Linked DNA regions of Danio rerio: region 1 is linked to region 2. The links are chromatin contacts, called in public Hi-C maps. All regions are on one chromosome and are shown on one strand. Each heading gives the region's core, a stretch centred on a gene start, on an enhancer-like site or on the middle of the called end of the contact. The rest is flanking DNA. Distances are from core to core; before and after follow the strand shown.

The links. Hi-C and Micro-C count contacts between places; a contact is called where the count stands out from the background.
Region 1: a contact with region 2 is called in a Hi-C map of embryo, with 5 times the contacts expected there. The contact joins the promoter of cdh23 here to the promoter of LOC100537455 in region 2. A contact is called at or near these places in 2 of 18 Hi-C or Micro-C datasets (caudal fin and embryo).

Annotation. Positions count from the first base shown.
Region 1 is chr13:46,341,307-46,348,210 of GRCz12tu, reverse strand. It overlaps cdh23 (cadherin-related 23), which reads right to left and starts at 4,269. Exons shown (of 70, transcript NM_214809.1): 1 at 4,085-4,269; 2 at 2,766-3,000.
Region 2 is chr13:46,138,933-46,145,298 of GRCz12tu, reverse strand. LOC100537455 (androgen-dependent TFPI-regulating protein) reads left to right here and starts at 3,473. Exons shown (of 6, transcript XM_021480894.3): 1 at 3,473-3,635; 2 at 3,709-3,840; 3 at 5,829-5,930; 4 at 6,042-6,157. The coding sequence starts at 3,483. fam83ha (family with sequence similarity 83 member Ha) reads left to right here. Exons shown (of 9, transcript XM_073920282.1): 9 at 1-807.

The sequences.
Region 1 (6,904 bases), core at 3,020-5,519, 200 kb before region 2:
TGTAATTTAATGCAGTGCTTTTTCAACAATCTGAGACTCACTTTATATCGTATATCAATCAGGCAGTAAAGACTGTTAATTTTTAAAGAAAACAGACCTTAAGTGTGCTGATTTTATTACAGCATACAGTTCGCCAGAAGCGCTTGACCGAGGTTACTGAAAAATTAAAAGTCCTTCTGCATACTTCTGCATATACCCTGTAGTGTTGACTTTTTTCTTAAATTGCTTCACTTCACCTGCCATTAAAGGCAAAAATGTATAAATAAATAAAATAAAAGCTATTTTAAAAACACAAAAATATCTTAATATTATTTTTATAAAAAAAATAAAGCTAAACTCATATTATATATATTAATATTTAGATTTTAAATTATAAGAAAGTGTGAATATGTGCGTTTTAATAAAGCACTAAACTGCAAAATGTTTATGATCTCATTAATTTCAAAATTATGCAAATCCTATACAAATTAGGGCTGCAGGATTCTGACCCTTTTCACATTTCCGGGTTTCTCAGTAGCGGAAGGTGTCATATTTGGGTAAACTTAAAGCGTAGTGAATCGGAGAGCACAACAAACTATTTTTTTACAATCCTATTTGATGAAATAAAACAAGAAAAACTCCACTATGATGTCATCAAGACTTTCAAAAAAAAATTAAAATTGCGTGGGACTGATGACAGCAGCCAGAGGAGAGAATAACGTCAAATTAACTCTCAGCCCCATAGATGCTGCATTAGAAACACTAATTTCTAATTAAACACTAATTTAAGCACAGATAAAAGATAGATTTATAGATTTTTAAAAATTAAATAAACAGTGCTTTATGGTTTTTGCTGGAGTCTAACACTGGGTATAGAAATCCAGTATTCAAACGTAAAATAACAATGTGTACAGTCTTCATTGTATAAATATAATTAAACACACTTCATCTCGGTTAAAGTGGAAAGCTTTAGTGTTTCTTGTTGGGTTTAAATTAGTCACAGGCCTTAAAAACACATCCAAATGTATTTTTTTCAAATGACATGTCTATATTATAGGACTGTGCTGTGATGTGGAAAATATATATTTTATGTGCCTTTCCAGAGACTTTGTGACTAATTAGTCACCAATATTGCCTAATAGTACTTATAAATAGTATGATGTTACACTTTTTTCTTTTTTTTTTTTCCTTACCTCCATCTATCTATAAATTTATTTTCTTATTTTTGAGGATTACTATAATTTCTATAACCCATTGCACATTTTTTTTGGAAAACTTGGCTTTGATTATGTCTGTAAATGCACATTGCACATTAATTGACAACTTTAAATAAACATGTTACAATAAAATAAAATAAAATAAACATCCAAATAAAGATCTTTCACATTATTAAATTAGGGTTAGGGACTGTGACTTCCCAAATCAAGTGTACTTAACTGTGGTTCCTGGTTAATTATATTTCCAATTTGCATTGCAGATCCTGCAATGTGACTATTGCAGGTTTGCACATTGCGATTTCAATGCTAAAATGATATATTGTGCAGCCCAAATACAATTCATTCAACGTTTTCAAATGAATGCCCAATTGTACCATAAAAACATTTAGCTACTTACAGTACATTTTACATAATAGACATTCATCATTAAAAGCTGAAATTGAGCTCATGTTTGTGCCTATATGTACAATACAGGGCTCTGCCTTTTCTCATTTAATTGGTCATCTCAGTCACTGTTTTGACATTGATGGACACCGACAGCATTTCTGTGGTCCTAAAAATAAACTAAACACAATATGTGTATTAAATATTGGCCGTTTACTCAGGGTGACTTCTTCCACAGCAGTTATGGACCTTCTTTAAAATGCTGCTCACGTGTTTTTGGATAAAGTTTATGACTTTTCTATGAAAGTTGTTTCAGCGTTCCCAAAACTGATCAAAAGTTGGGAGGCAAGTCCTAGAATTGACCCACTACATCTTTGTAATCGATAAGTTCACAGAGTTCACCAGAACAAGTGCAACCAGGGCCAAAGGAACCAAAAGGTGAACAATTACAAATGCTCAGAGACTACCATAGCTCAACTTTCAATCCTAGTTTATATTCAGCTCAGTACAGAACATTTAACTCCGTTTCTGAATTAAGACATAATAATATGTTGTAATCCCAGACCCACATCATAGCATGAGGGATAAACAAATAAGCAACTGGCATGGATGGCTGTAGCGCACTTATGCATGCACAGGAGATCCAGCTGGAAGTCCATATGTATTCTGATAACATGCATCACCAATTACCTCCTGCCACCACATTATAAACTCCCATTGACACTTATGGCACGCCAGCTATTCCTCTCTCATCAACGTCTCCATCAGTCATGGTAACACATTAAACGCTGACACGCTGTTTTATTTGGTCTTCAATAAGTTTCCGGGAGTAAAACCCCTTCACGAGCTCATGGCAACCCTGCTAGTTCACCCTCATGAGCTCTCATGACACATGAATAAATAACGACTCGCGCAGCAGGCGCGCGCACAGCCACCCGATACGCGCTACATCTACGCAAAATAAAATAAATAACTTATAAACGTCCAAAGGTTTACATATAAATGTTAATATCTAATAGAACATTAAACGAAAAAAAATATGACCAACTGAAAGCATGCATCAATTTAATGTCACAGTCTAATTTGCTAACTATGTGACAATGAAGTAAAGTTATCAATAAAAGTGGCATTTATATAGACTTGTAAGCAGTTTTCCAGAGTAAGTGAGAGTGTCAGAGCTCTTACCTGCTGCCTCCTCCTGATCAGTCCGGTCCGTGCGCTCTTGACAACCGACCGACCGACCTACCGAGCGAGCGCGCGCGCTAGTTCTGCTGCTGAGAGAGTGCTGGTTCTCCGCGTGCGCGCACTCAATGCTCTCTCTCTTTCCTCTCTCTCTCGCACACGCATCATCATGTTGCGGTTTCAAGTTTAAAACAAGTTGAATGCTGCATGACTGAGCAGGATTGTCGGGTGTCATTATCTGCAAGAAAAAAAAGTGCATGCTATAGACCATTTCTATGTAGTGATGCATTGGCCCATGAACATTTCCTGCTTGTTGTCAAACTATTTTACCTGTAATAAGAGGTAATTCAGTCATATCTCAACGTTGAAACATATGTCATTATATTTATCCATATAAATAACCTATAGTTCTCGGAAGCTATATGGAAACTAAAACACGTCAAGACCGTTTGTTTACATCACTATAAATGATCTATAAATGTCATTTTGCGTCCGTCTGCAATAAACTGTTCACATGTGAAGTGTTAATTTATCATTTGCCATATAAATGATATTAAGCTAAAATCTAGGTTTATTCTGTGAAAGTTAATGTACAAATAAAACTTTCATCAAATTAAAACAAAATGTTTATCTCGATAGCTAATTTAACTCATGAGACTTTTAAAGACATTTGTCAAATGTCTCAAAGATGATAAAAACTGCATTTTCTTGTGTTTTATTTGTAAAGTCGCATATTTTTTATGTTTAAGACTAATAATGGTAACAAGGGAGGGCCGTTTTTTGTTTGTAAATCATTTAGACAGATTTGTTTAAAAAAATGAATAGCAAACAATTTTAGAATTTGCAGAATATTTTTGGGTAAAATGTTTTTTGCAACACTTTTATTTAACTTTTAAAGCAACCAAGTACTGCCGTTGCTTGTTTATTTATTTACTTAATATTATTTATTATTATTATTATTATTATTATTTGGGGGGGGGTCCTACTGGGGTTTGGGGTGTCCTTTGGTACTTCTACTGTTTATATTCTGCTGACAATTTATTTTTAGGGAATCCGCTGATCTGGCCGTTAGCATGTCTGAAACTTTCTCCTCTGCACAAAGTGTAACATTAAAAACAATACATTCAACAACACTCATACAGTCAGACTCGGTAACTGACAATCTGTATGCAACATAAAACTAACATTCTTCTAACGTCTTATACTACTGAAATGTGATAAAATTATTCTTCATAAGAAGCGCAGCTGGGCCAGTTGCACCTTTGCTATTTCTTTGCTGCCATCATGTGGACTTCGCTATAAAATAGCGGTAAAATACTCACCTTCGTGCTATTTCAGCAAGCCTTCTATACCTCTGACTTCTAACTGACAAAGTGGATTTTTTTTTGTAAAAACGAACTACAAATGTGCGCCATAAAAAAAGTACTTCTTGAGTCTTGTTGAAAACAGGGCTGAAATGTACAACTTTATACCAACTTTTTAACCAATGATCTAGTCGTCGTCATTCACTTCCACGTGCTTTTGCTCAAACAAAAATGGCGCCTAGTTCGTCGACATTAAATAAGAACGACAGCGATTGGATCTAACATGTCACATGACTGACCGCAAAACAACATCTGACAAACGCTATCCCTTATTTAACAGTTTTCTGTTGTTGACATTTCTGATGTAAATTACCTTTGAAAAGATCAAATGTTGAAGTAATACCAATCTTAGGCAACAGATTAAAACGTCAGATGAAAAAAAAATGTTTTATGGAGAGAAGAGTTACCAACAATGTAGGCTACCACACTTTTTTTCGTATTTAACTAATTTTATGTTTTATTTACCTTTTTTATTGATTAAATATGGGAGTACAGAATTGTACAGTATACAGGGGAATTAACAAAAAACAATCATGTACATTAAGTGTTAGTTTTTTTCAGCAGGTGGGATGTCTTAAGAGCTTTAGGATTACTCTGTATTGAGGTCAGTAAACATAAAAATTTTTAGATCAATAAAAAAAAATAATATTTGGTACAGTCAGCATACATGTTGTTTTGTGAATGTGGTACTTTCCAAATAACTTACGGATTTTTGTTATTTTATCCAATTCTAATAATCCAGAATTGCAATCCATAAATAAACCATTTTTCAGTTATATTGACACATTTATGATATACTTCAAAACTTCTGACCAAAACTATTTTGTGTGACTGCAGTTGAAAAATATGGCTCTGGCTCCATTTTACAAAAACATCTCAATGGTGAAAAACCTTAATTAAACGCACTAATAAAATCATAGCATGGATAATATCTATGCAATATTTTTAAATTATTTTCATTTACTTTATTAGAAATTATGTAATTTTTATATTATCTGACCAAAGTTTTGGGAGGCTACCACACTCAAGCTACTTGTCATCAGCATGTGTGCTTAATCTAGGTTTCACCAACAGGTAAGGTGGAATTATTTAATCTATTTAAGAGTTTGTATTGTGATGATATTGAAACAACAGATCATTTTGTTTTTTTCACTATATGTTTGTGCATGCATTATGGTCATGATGGCTTTACTCAAATAGAGAACGAAACCTGAAAAAATGTTCAGTTTAGTATTTTTTTATTCCCCCAACATTTGTGTAATATATTTATTTATTTACCAGCCTGCACTAAAAGTTATCTATATATTTTTTTTTTTATGCAGGAATTTGTGGATTTTTATATACCTTTATTTATTTGCATATTTATTTATTATTTTATTTATGCAGGAATTTATGGATTTATTTGTTCATTTATTTACGCATTTGCATATTTATTTGTTTATTTATTTCTTGTTTTTGCAGGTTTCGTCCTCCATAGGGATTCCACACGACTCAGGACCTTTATTGTGTGCGGCATCATTTATAGACTTGTAATGGACAGTAAAGAAGATGCCTTCCTAATCAACAACATCCTTATGTTTGGAACATTTTAAATAACACAAAATATTTGAAGGTGAAAGCAATGTTTTGCCTTTTATAATGAGATTCTTTTATATAAAACCCCTCAAGATAATAAAAACAAAAAGTGCAATTAAACTTCTGTCTTTTAAGTAAATTACAGGAAAACCCCTAATCCTTTTTATTTATTATATTTAGTTCTGTATTATTTTACATATAATTATTTTATGTAACATATTATTTATGCAGGTAATTTGTTTTTATTTGCACCTGTTTTTTATGTAAAGACGTAGTGATTGTGTTGTACATAACTATATGTTCAATAAATAAAAAAATAATAAAAAGCGTGCTTGACTCTACTTCCCTCTGCTGGACAAACTTCAAAATAATAGAAATATGGAGGAATGCAGTGCTTGCAGGAGCAATATATTAATCAAATGGTGTAACTATAAATACTAAAGACTTCCAACTTTCAAATTGAAAAATATCAGATGCCATTAAAATGTTTATTTTACACAAGTTCAATACTTTAAATGCTTGCTGCTCACATGATGATACAGGCCTACTTTCTCCAATAGGCTATCTGGATGCAGCCCTTATGGTGCAAGCTGAGACTGCATATCTCAGTGATGCAATGTCAGACAGAATGCACTTAATGGAGCTTGTCATGTCAATGTGAGGGGTAGGGTTATGGGTGGGGTTAGGTGAGTGCATTAAGAGCATGGGAGGCAGCTCATATTGCACTGCACCAGGTCTGCATTCAGACCCCTCTGACTTTTTCTCTGGCAGACATTAATGTCAGTGCTTGTACTGTATATTACTAAAATATTATTCCTTATATTTTCTAATGTACCAGTGTTTAATTTTAACTGTTTTCCTATAGAATATAGGCCAAGCTTAATTTTATCATATAGTGCATTTAAAGTACAATATTTAATTTTACAGTGCATGAAAGTTGAAAGCTTATTTGGATCAAGACTTAATCTATAAATACTCTTGTTTTAATGGTCAGTAATCTAATTTTAAACTATTATATGTTTAATGAAACTAAAGAATAAAATTGAAACAGGGATTTTCAAACTTTTGTGGCCTGCAAAGATGTGCCCTATAGAGAAAATGTAAAAAAATATTTTAAAAGTATTATTGTGAATAAAAATAAATAAATAAATACATGAATAAATTAATGAGGAACTATCAAGTAAATACAAAAGCTGTATAAAA
Region 2 (6,366 bases), core at 2,224-4,723:
TTTTCGCGAATCCACCAGAGGTCGCTGTGTATGCTTTTTCACATTTTAAATTTGCTATTCAGATCAGTGCTATTTACGCCTGCTGTTCTCACATAAATCCACTAGAGGCCGCTGTCGACTGACTATTCACTGACTGAATGTCTGATCGACTGACCCATTCTTCCCCTACCCTAAACCCAACCAAAGTTTTAACCGCGGTGTTTAAAAAAGCAGTCCAGAACAAGGAAAGCTCTCACCTGATTTTTACACATTTTAAGATTCTCACCCTGTTATTTACTTGTTTATTTGATTTTTTAGCTTTTGTTTTTGTCTTACCTGTTTTCTGGAACCGTTCTTTACCGAATTCGAACCCCGTTTTTCACGGTCAACTCTGATCTGCGTCTCAAGTCCATACATGTCGAGCTACTGGACAAACTGGTAACAAAGGGAAAGCCGTTCATACGGAGATAAGCGGTCAGCTGGTAAGCGAGACAAGGAACAGTATAATACCTCCCTGTACCATTTGTAATAAAGATAAAATGCAGCCATATGTAGCTCTGCCGATCTCCAGGAACATATATAGGGCTATGTTTTCAGAATGAGCCTATGTTGGAGCAATGTGGACCGGTGGTGAATATGTGAAACTGCAAGGAGTAAATTGTTTTGGAATTCTTGAAGACCATATAATGTTCCAGCATGCTAACAAGTTATTTCTTCAGTGTCAATATAGCTACAATAGAAACATATCTCTAAAAATTTTACTTTTTATTATTAAAATGTAATTATATTATAAAATGTAATATAATTATTAAATGTAATTATTTTTTGCCCAAGTGTTTGTAATATTTTTAAAGCAGATCATAATAGCAGATCAGATCTGGGCACACTTTTTTTTTTTTTTTTTTTTGTGTAGTCAACTTAAAGCAATGAGAGAACAGCAGAAAATATGGAACAAACCAAGTATGACTAGAGGAAGCTTTGGACAAGGAAAGGGAAATGAATCAATCACAAATGCAGAAAACAGGAAAGAACGTTCCTCTAGATGTTTATCCATCAGTAGATTGTTATATATATATATATATATATATATATATATATATATATATATATATATATATATATATATATATACACACACACACACACACACACAGTATATTTACATATGTACATGCAATAGAATGTGTAGCAAAAAATACCTTTTTGGGGATTTTGTTTTTGCTGTGTTGAATGAAATGTGCAATATTGTGAATAGTGGGATGATGTACTGATGTTGATTTATTTAAAATTGTGCAATGTAAAGTTGTTAAACAATAGTTAATATAGTGAGACCACATCTGTTGATGGTTCCCATTATTTACCTGTGTTGAAATGCCTGTTACATGTTGCCATCCATTTTCTAAAGATTGTAAATCTAAATCATGTTAAAGTAATACGAGGTCTGTTACACTGACACGAAAATAAAACTGAAAGAACAAGTTTAAAATATCAAAATCTGCATTGTGTGTTATGGGAAAGAGATTTACTGTGAGAAACCTGTTTAAAATGTGTACTTATTTTAAATGGTATCATTATGGATATTTACATTGCCTGACAAATCTTGTCTCCTATCCAAGTTTTAGGATCAACAAATAACTTGACTTCATTCATTCATTTTCTCCTCGGCTTAGTCCCTTTATTAATCCAGGGTCGCCACAGCGGAATGAACCGCCAACTTATTCAGCAAATTTTTTTACGCAGTGGATGCCCTTCCAGCTGCAACCCGTCTCTGGGAAACATCCACACACACACAGACTCATACACTACGGACAATTTAGCCTACCCAATTCACCTGTACCACATGTCTTTGGAATGTGGGGGAAATTGGAGCACCCGGAGGAAACCCACGCGAAGGCAGGGAGAACATGCAAACTCCACACAGAAACGCCAACTGAGTCGAGTTTCGAACCAGCGACCTTCTTGCTGTGAGGCGACAGCACTACCTACTGCGCCACTGCCTCGCCTAAATAACTTGACTTCTAGTTGATCATTTGATATCAGAAGTGGCTCATATGAAAAGCAAAGGCCTCTAGATCACACTTATTTTACAAAATAAAATATGATTATGCCTCGATTCTTAATTATTTAATTAGGACAGTAAGGTCTGGCTTTGCTTAGACAAAAGTCTTGTCACTTAACATAAATAATGTACTGTATAGAATATAAAGTCATACTGCAGTTGAAAAAGAATTAATATTTTGTATGACTCCCATGAGCTTGGAGGACTGCATCTATACATCGCTGAAATAACTGATTAATAAAGTCATCCTTGCAGGACTCCCAGAGTTCATCAAGATTCTTAGGATTCATCTTCAATGCCTCCCTCTTCATCTTACCCCAGACATGCTCAATAATGTTCATGTCTATAGTGACTAGACTGGCCAATTCTGGAGCACCTTGACCTTCTTTCCTTTCAGGAACTTTGATGTGGAGGCAGAAGTATGAGAAGGAGCGCTATCCTGATGAAAAATTTGCCCTCTCCTGTGGTTTGTAATGTAATGGGCAGCACAAATGTCTTGATACCCCAGGCTGTTGATGTTGCCATCCACTCTGCAGATCTCTCGCACACCCTCAATACTGAATGTAACCCCAAACCATGATTTTTTTCTTCACCAAACTTGACTGATTTCTGTCAAAATCTTCAGGTTCCTTTAGATCTTCAGCAGTATTTGATTATTTAGAAGCAGCTCAACAGATGATTCATCGTAAAATTCTACCTTCTGCCTCTTTTCCAAATAATCAACTAGAAGTCAAGTTATTATTTGTTGCTCTTACAACTGGGATCAACGACAAGACTTTTGTCAGGTAGTGTATATAACAAAAACCTGTCATTAATTACTCCATTCCAAAAATGAATAAAGATAAAAGTTTTTGTTTATTTGTTTGTGTTTAAAGACAAAATAGTTTATTTTTATTTCATCAAAACTACTTGGGACCAGTTTTATTATGCAACCTGTTGCTTTTTATTGTATGTGGAAAAAAAATAGTTCAAACACACTAAATCATGACAGAAGTGTTATCTTTAAGTCAATTATTCTTATAATGGTTGCTTTCCTTTACGTAGTTACGTGCTTTTGAGTGTGCTTACCTAACTATGTGACGTGATCTTTAATTAGCTCGTGCTGCAAAAAATGTGAATTATGCAGTTAAGCCTAAATTCATCTTCGCCAAACCAAATTACAGAACACACTTTTTTTAGTCCGTGATATGTAATCCTGTGTTACAAAATGATGTATATGTGACGTCACTTGAAAAAACACAGAGCTCTTTGTGTGGATTTGTACTTTTGTAATGGCATGTCAAATTCACTCGTCAGTTTAGGCTAATCTCTCAATATAAGCTTTTCTTTTTTCTTAAATCAGCATTAGTTCCACTGGCTTGTCCCAAAGTCTCCCACAGCAGATATAACAGTGCAGATCTCAATAATGAAACTGGTATTTCAGCAACAGACTTTGACTGCAAGCATGGCTGGTGTAATGAAGACATTTTGCCACATAGCTGCTTTCAGCTGGTATGCCTTTATAATTCAGTGTATTTATGCGAAGGATGTTTCAGATCTGCCTTCTGGGATTTTTGTTTACGGCGGACCCTGGAAATACCTCACGTTTTTAAACCTAGTAAGATGCTATCCATGTTTTTGTTCTGTTTTCGTGCTGAAAAAGACTTGCTTTGTAAACTGTGGTTTGTCAGGTCTTACAGATGGTGTTTTTTGGACTGGCGTCTGTGAATGACCTTCAGCCTGTGGGGAAAGGCTCAAAGATGTCTCTTCTCTGCCTCTGCAAGGACTTGCTCTTTTCGGTCTTTGTGTTTCCAGTGGGAATGGTGAGTGTGGGTATTTACTGTAATTAATTGATTGTTCTGTATTTAATTGATTGATTTTTATTTGATTTGATTTTGAGGTCATTTATGGTGAGGTTGTGACATTTTAAGTTTATGTGTCTGTACAAGTGATGAATCTCAAGTGTGTTGAGGATCATTATTCCTTTGAGGATTTAACTTTCCTACATTGTACATGTGGCATGCTCTTGAAAATCTTTCAAACACTCTGAAAATAGATTTTAAATTAAGTTTTTAAGCTGAATCAAATTAACTTTATGAGTCTATTGAACTTATATTGTCTTAAACTGACTTAAACGGTTTGCTTAGCTTTTAAAATGAGGTTGGAACATGATTAACTTAGTTTAATAAGTTACAATGAACTAAAAACATATGTTGTCATGACTAATTGATCATATACATTTTAATAGTGTTCTAAGTTATTTTTGATTTAGTGTGAAAAGCATTATAATAATTTTAATAACCATATACACTCACCGGCCACTTTATTAGGTACACCTTTCTAATACCGGCTTGGACACTCTTTTGCCTTCAGCCTTAATCTTTCGTGGCAAGGTACTGGAAATATTCCTCAGAGATTTTGGTCCATATTGACATGATAGCATCACACAGTTGCTGCAGATTTGTCAGCTGCACATCCATGATGCGAATCTCCCGTTCCACCACATCCCAAATGTGCTCTATTGGATTGAGATCTGATGACTGTGGACGCCATTTGATTACAGTGAACTCATTGTCATGTTCAAGAAACCCGTCTGAGATGATTCGCACTCTGTAACATGCAGAGTTATATAGCTGGAAGGACCCATCAGGAGATGGGTACGCTGTGGTCATAAAGGGATGGACATGGTCAGCAACAATACTTAGGTAGGCTGTGTTGTTGACACGATGCTCAATTTTTACTAATGGGCCCAAAGTGTACCAAGAAAATATCCCCCACACCATTACACCACCATCACCAGCCTGAACCGCTGATACAAGGCAGGATGGATCCATGCTTTCATGTTGTTGACGCTAAATTTTGACTCTACCATCCAAATGTCGCAGCAGAAATCGAGACTCATCAGACCTGACAACGTTTTCCAATCTTCTGTTGTGTAATTTTGGTGAGCCTGTGCGAATTGTTGTCTCAGTTCCCTGTTCTTAGGTGACAGGAGTGGCATGTATATGTGGCATGTTCTTGAATATCTTTCAAACACCCTAAAATAGGTTTAACGTGGGTTACCATCCTGGATTTCAAAATGAACATTTCAGTAAAAATTCGATTTCAATATTTAGCATTTTAATAACTTTAACAACCCTATATATATATATATATATATATATATATATATATATAGATAGATAGATAGATAGATAGATAGATAGATAGATAGATAGATAGATAGATAATATTTGTATTTATTATTATCATTATTATAATTATATACATAATGATATAATTGTGCATGGGTGCAACACTGTATGCAAAGAAAAAGAAAGAAACAGGGTCAGTAGAAATAAAAATCATCAGTAGAAATTTAAATAAATTGATCGAAATTAGAAGTAACCAAAATGAACTAAATTGTAAGAATATGTGTAGTTCCAGTGTGTGCAAGCCTACAAAGTGTTTTGCGGGAGAACAGAATAAAATAATGTGAAATTGATGCAATTGAAAATATATATAATAACAATGTCATGAATTAAAAGAATGAGAACCTGCTAAAATTGCATTCATTACTCACTGATACGTGCCTATGTGTTGCACAATGTTTAGTTTCAACAGAATGGGTTAAAGGGCAATGGCGTTTTTAAATAATGATATTACGCCATCTACAGGTTATTACTGGTAATAACATAATTTTAAAGAATTGATGAATATCGTGTCGTCTTCAGTCTTTAAATAACAAATGATTGCAATAAATGTTTGACATTGTAAATACTCCATATCTTAATAATTGAGTTGTTGTTGGGTTTTTTTTATTTGTCTTAAGTTTGTAGTTCTGCTGTTTTGGCTGATTTTCGCATATGACCGACAGCTGGTCTATCCTGCTTCAATAGACAACTTCTTCCCTCCATGGCTGAATCATGCTATGGTTTGTACTCTATACATGGTAGTTTTTTTTATGTCAATTAAATGATCAAAGAGATGGATTTTTGGGGATCTGTATGCAAAACCAGTCACATTGTACATGTTTGATTCACAGCACACAGTTGTTCTGCCAATCTTGTTTGGTGAGATCCTGCTGGAGCCTCATGTCTTCCCCAAAACTAAAAATGGTTTAGCGGCTTTAGGAGTGGTTGGTCTCGCTTATTTAGGATGGTGAGTATGATTTGTGCTCCGCTGTAGTCTTTGTAGTGTCTATATATGACTGAGCTAGTTATTCTTGTATTGAATGATTTAAATAAATAATAATTATTATTCATTATTGTTTTGTGAACAGACCACAAAAACAATGCAACTAATTCTTGAGCAATAAATTGTATGAAAGTAATACAAAAACACACATATAATGTATTTATACAATTTGT